2 separate regions of the Mus musculus genome follow, and region 1 is linked to region 2. A link is a contact called in public Hi-C data. All regions are on one chromosome and are shown on one strand. Each heading gives the region's core, a stretch centred on a gene start, on an enhancer-like site or on the middle of the called end of the contact. The rest is flanking DNA. Distances are from core to core; before and after follow the strand shown. Region 1 overlaps Elmod1 (ELMO/CED-12 domain containing 1). Region 2 has its middle 20 kb from the start of Sln.

The links. Hi-C and Micro-C count contacts between places; a contact is called where the count stands out from the background.
Region 1: a Hi-C map of olfactory sensory neurons shows a contact between it and region 2, with 4 times the contacts expected there. The contact joins two enhancer-like sites. A contact is called at or near these places in 6 of 39 promoter capture datasets (the 3T3-L1 cell line, the HPC-7 cell line, embryonic stem cells and 3 more), 4 of 484 Hi-C or Micro-C datasets (the HL-1 cell line, muscle stem cells, nephron progenitors and 1 more) and 3 of 9 other capture datasets (adipose tissue, embryonic stem cells and pancreatic islet).

The regions. Positions count from the first base shown.
Region 1 is chr9:53,941,070-53,943,781 of GRCm38.p6, forward strand. All of the region lies in intron 2 of Elmod1 (ELMO/CED-12 domain containing 1), which reads right to left. Among named protein-coding and RNA genes, the nearest start is that of Elmod1, 33 kb to the right of the region's middle. Within about 2 kb of position 1,347, at least 2 of the 459 cell types and tissues checked have an H3K27ac peak or open chromatin away from gene starts, as enhancers often do. A contact at or near this core is called in olfactory sensory neurons, where this site is marked.
Region 2 is chr9:53,828,317-53,831,271 of GRCm38.p6, forward strand. No RefSeq gene overlaps it. Among named protein-coding and RNA genes, the nearest start is that of Sln, 20 kb to the right of the region's middle. Within about 2 kb of position 1,640, at least 38 of the 459 cell types and tissues checked have an H3K27ac peak or open chromatin away from gene starts, as enhancers often do. A contact at or near this core is called in olfactory sensory neurons, where this site is marked.

The sequences.
Region 1 (2,712 bases), core at 97-2,596, 110 kb after region 2:
TTGCCCATCATGGTGATGGGCATTGTGTTTACATTCAGGGAGACTTTATCTGTGGGCTTACAGAATACGCAGGGATCACGAGATCAGTGAAATGATTAATTAATGGTTCATCCTCTTCCATCCACAGAAAAGGAATGGAGGTTTAATTCAATTTATTAATGCTATCTTTACTCAGATTAAAAATCTGATATGTAAAGGCATTCCTTTTACAAGATTCATTTTTTTACACTCACATTTTTTGTTCTGTGTATTATGCATGAGGCGACCAGCAAACACTATATATTGACATTAAAACATACTTAAATGTCATATCAACTATAAACTTTTATTGGCAAATAAAAGTACTTTTTTACCTAGGGGCTGGGGAGGTGATTCTATAGGTTTCTTCACAAACAGGAGGACCTCAGTTCAATCCCTAGCACCCACATAAAGAGCCAGGGGTGGCAGTGTGCACCCGTAACACTAATTATGAGGAGGCAGAGAGGGGAGGACCTCTCGGGGTCCCTCTCCTGCTACTGTAGCTGAACCAGTGAGATCCAGGTTCAACAGGAGGCCCTGTCTCAAAAAATAAGATGGAGAGTGACTGAGGAAAATACCTAACATTGGGACCTTTGCCCCCACAAACATGTACATATATGTATGCTCTTTCACTTTACCATACATGTGCACAAATACATATACAATAATAATAAATAAAAATTTAAAACCAAAATATTGAAAAATAACATAATAATTCTAGAGGAAAATATATGGTTCTGTCCTCTGAAATGGCACAGAAAAGCTTAATCATTAAAATATAAGATTAATTTTGTTTTTAATTATATGCTTGTGTGTGTGTGTGGCTTGTGTGTGGGATGTGTGTGTTAGTGTGTGTCTGTATGTGTCTGTGTGGCATATGTATGGTTTGTGTGTGTGTGTGTGTGTGTGCGCGCGCTATGAATGCAGGTGTCTACCTGCAAAGGCTAGAACTCCACCTGAGATGAAATTACTGGTGATTGTGTGTTGTCAGAAGTTGGCATTGGGAACTCAACTATTTTGCAAGAGCAAATGAGCTGCTTACCAGTGGACCGTCTCTTAGGCAATAGGAAAGCCAATCTTGATTGTCCCACAGGGACTTAAGAAAATGCCTGGGAGGTCATTGTGTTTTTTTCCAGAGGAAGAGGGAAAATTCCCATAGATAAATAACTAGAATCCAGAGCAGCTTCTCTGGGGTGCCCCTGGCTTTCATTGATCTTGTCTCTGTGGGAAAGGGGTTTAATAAATAGTCACATAGACAAAGAGTGAACCCCTGAAACGCTGAGGGAAAACACAGTGCAGAACTGGCATAGCACACCCTAGAGATGGCACCCAGAGGGAATAACTGAGTGAAGAAACAGTTGTTGTTTCAATGCATGGAAAAACTACAATATGTGCACATAGATATATGTAGATTAATCAGCTATATGTGTGTGCCTGTATATGTATGGCTTATGTGGCTGTATGCATTTATGCTTTATATATACATATAAACATGTCTGTATATATATGTATGTATATATATGCCCTGAAAAAAGGAAAATTATGACAATGTATTAAAGTACCCAACTTCTGTGAGAGGAATTGGGTGCATGGGCCATTTATATACTCTGCTGGGTTTTGTTTTATTTATTTATTTTTAAAAGATAGCTTCTCTATCTAATAAACTCTATCAAAGTTTCAAGTGATACTATGAAAATTCAGGGATAGCCACATACCACTGTGCTGTTGTCCCTCAAAAGCACAGGAAGTCAGTTGATATTGGGTGGAACATTTGCCTGGATAGTCTAGAAATCAGACTACAAATGCATTTGTAATTTGCCAGAATGAGTTGTGTGGTATCAGACAAGTTACTTGGTGTCTCTGGGTCTCTGCTTTCACATGTGTGTTAAAGGAAGGGCTTAGACTGGGTTTTTAGTTAATGGGAGATAAGCTAGCAGAGAAAAGGATTCCCTTCGGAGCCTGCTTTGAGTTGGGGTAAAACGCTATTGTGTTCTGGGCTGTTTGATCCTATAGTCACAAATGTAGGATTATCTCTAAATTCCTCCATTCACTCTCTGCTCTCTCTAAACGGTGTCCACATCTCTCAAAGCGGGCCACCTGCACTGCGGTGCTCACTCTACTTTGCTCACAGTGGCTTTTCCATCTCTTACACCTGCTGTCCTTATTCTAAACTACTAACGTCCTAGGTCCTGGAGATGTTGTTCAGTGACCAGCGACATGTTTAGAATGTGAAGGTCCAAAGTTTGAATCCCAGCACCAAACAACCACATTCCAACCACCTGGCTGCTCCAGGGTTACCTCACTGAAGACATCTGTGAACATCACAGAAAGCCTGCAACTGCCACAGACCATGTTCTCTCCTGTATCTCAGCTTGGCATGGCCTCTCCAGCTGCTCTGTTACTTGGGAGCAGAGACCATCTCACTCACAAAGACTCATAGCAGTACACGGTATGGGGCTTACAAAATGCAGAAGCTACCGGAAATTGGTCTGCGTTTGAATGCTAAGCAAGCTTCCTCATCTTCCGCTGTGAGACACCCATCCAGTCGCTATAATATGGGTGTCATCTCAGCAAGTGCTGACAGGAACAATCAGTCTCCTGTTAGCCAAGTGTGAATGACTTACAAAGCCTCATACAGTTATGCTTGTGAGTGATGAGGCTTTAGTTGGCCAATCAGAACAGTAAAATATTTCC
Region 2 (2,955 bases), core at 390-2,889:
GGATAAGGAAGCAGGTTGTGTCTTTCCTGAGGTATTGGTTACATAGTTGCCCAGTGGCTTTCCCCCCTCTTCCTTCTGGGGGGGGGGGGGACGACACACATACTGGACCAGTGCTATTCCACTTGGCTGTACCCCAGGCATTGGGGGTTTCCCCTAACGCTATAGACTCCTTCAGTCTGAACCTGCATTCTCTTCATATGTCCTGTCCCTTTCAGCTTCTACCCAGCAGGACTTCCTCTGAGGCTTTCTGCAATTGTAAACCGGAGCAGAAGCTGGACCGAATGGGCCCTTACCTGGTCTGAGGGTGCACAGCATACAGTGTCGCGAGGTATGGGCTTTGATCTTCCCCTCAGAGGACTGGGAGTCCACACCAAAACAAAAGAGGAAATGTGCGTCTTCCCTTGCGGGAGGAGAACCTGGTGCTCTGAACCGCACCCTCCCTTCTAAACACTTCTTGCTGCCTTCTGGAAACAACCTGAAGCCAGGAGGTGCGATTCCTTAAAATTATCATTTTGAATAGGTAAAACTCCGGTGGAAAGGGCTCTGCTGGCTTTGGCTGGTTTTGAACAGGGAGAGGCCATGGAAGTCCAGTGAGAACAGTTTCCGACTTGCAATTGCCCAAACTGTGGGAAAATGAGGTTAGGCTGTCTTAAGCCACCAGGGTTAAGGTAGTGTTTTCCATTAGAAAATGAGAACACTATCTGTGGCCAGTGCACTCTTGCAAGTTGGGAGGTGAAGCAAGGAAATAATAAAATATCCCTAAATCCCACAACTAGAGATAATGATCACCAATTACTTGGTGACTGTTTCTTGGTATCTGTCCGTCTGTCTGTCTATATCTATCCACCCATCCATTCATCCGTCTATTTTTGGTATGAGGCCTTGGGGGTTCATGACATATTTGTTGAGAGCTCTACTGAACCATAGTCTCAGCTCTGTGCTAGGTATTTTGCTTGCTTCGCTTTTGTTTTATGCATGCACACATATGAAAAAGTTTGCACATATACACACACTCAACCCATGTGTTTGGATTCAAAAGTACATACTGCTTTGGAACTTATATTTTTTACTTTCCCCACTCAAAAATGCATTATAGACACCTCCCCCCGCCCCCCCCCCCCTTGGTCTTTCCTAGGGTTAAACAGCTTTCCCTTTAACAGTTAAGCTGAGGTTTGAGAAGTGAGGGCACTGAACACTTGGTGGCAGTATTGAGACAAAAATTTTGGAAAATAACCGAAAGCCTCCGGGGACTTTGTTCAGCTGAATCGTGGCATTACCTTGCTGATATTTAATAACCGGAGAAAGAACATGTGTATTATTAGGGCTGTATGTCTCCAGCGGCTCCCGGTTTCCCCAGATCAGGCTGTACCGTTCCCTCCCAAGACGGAGAGATTAGATAAGATTGTATTTATGTTTGCTTCCATATCCGGTAGTGAGACTGAATTTGTGCTCTTAGGAAGCTGCTTGCCATCTCCTTCGCCCTCTTCCCCTGATAGATATCACATCAGACACAGAGGAGCTGGGCTGACAATTTGATGCCTCACCACTCAGACAATTGGGTCTGAATCTTGCCCCTTGCGGGTTCCTGCACCTTGCTACCGGAAGGTCTGGAAGATTTGGCTCCCAGTGGCTCAGGAGCTCTGTGGGTGGTGCTTCCAGTAAGATCTGGAATCCCAGGGTCCTCTGGAAAGCCTCCTGGGAGGGTATACTCTACACAGCAACACTGGGTTCTGAGAGGCAGCTGGGTAAAGACCATCCTTCCTCAGGTTAGATTACATCACTCATTTTTATTGAAGGCATATCACCCCAACCTGCATTACCATACAGGACAAGAATGCCCTGGAATTTTAGTAACTGCAGGAAGAACACTTTTTAAAAAAATTTTTAAAGATTTATTTTTTATTTATATGAGCACACTGCAGCTGTCTTCAGAAACACATTAGAAGAATGTATCAGATCCCATTACAGATGGTTGTGAGCCACCATGTGGTTGCTGGGAATCAAACTCAGGACCTCTGGAAGAACAGTCAGTGCTCTTAACTGCTGAGCCATCTCTACAGCCCGGAAGAACTTTTTTTTTCTTTAATTAATTTGTATTTTTTAAAAGAGGTGCTATATTCCCTCAGACGAGGCTACAACCCCCCCCCCCCCATGTGCAAAGCTCGTGTTTGTGTAGTGCAGTATACAATGGAGAAGGCAAGAGATAAACCTGGCCCTTCATTTTAGCTGTTAACTGGCCTTGCATCTTGGTCAAACCCCACAGCCTTGGTGTAGAAGTATTTTCTATTCACCCGAAGTAATTGTCCTCTCAGAGGCTTGTTCTTTCAAATTCTGACTTGGTGAGACAGCTGGCTGGCTGGTCCACACTGGACCCTGAAATACAGCTTGCTTTGATTGGACAATAGTGGATTTGGTCTTTTCTCCTTGTGATTCTCAGGTTTAACAGTTAATTGTAAGAAACCACAGTGCCTGCTCCCACCCTACACTTAACACACAAGGGCTGGAATCCTCCCAGCATTAGAAACAAAAATAAACTTAGTAATTTATACTTCAAAAAAACAACTATGGTCGGGCAGTGGTGGCACACACCTTTAATCCCAGTACTTGGGTGGCAGAGGTAGGCAGATTTCTAAGTTCAAGGTCAGTCTGGTCTACAGAGTGAGTTCCAGGACAGCCAGGGCTACACAGAGAAACCCTGTCTCAGAAAACAAAAACAAAAACAAAACAACTATGGCGGGTGGAACCTCACGAGCTGTTAAGAAATATTTATTTGCTGGGCTTGGTGGTGCAGGCCTTTAGTCTCAGCACTTAGAAGGCAGAAGTAGGTAGATCTCTATGAGTTTGAAGTCAGATTGTCCTACAGAGTGAGTTCCAGGCCAGCCAGGGCTACAGAGAGGGACTCTATCTCACAGAACAAGCAGAAAGCAAAATTTTATGATTTAACCTGTATTTTTT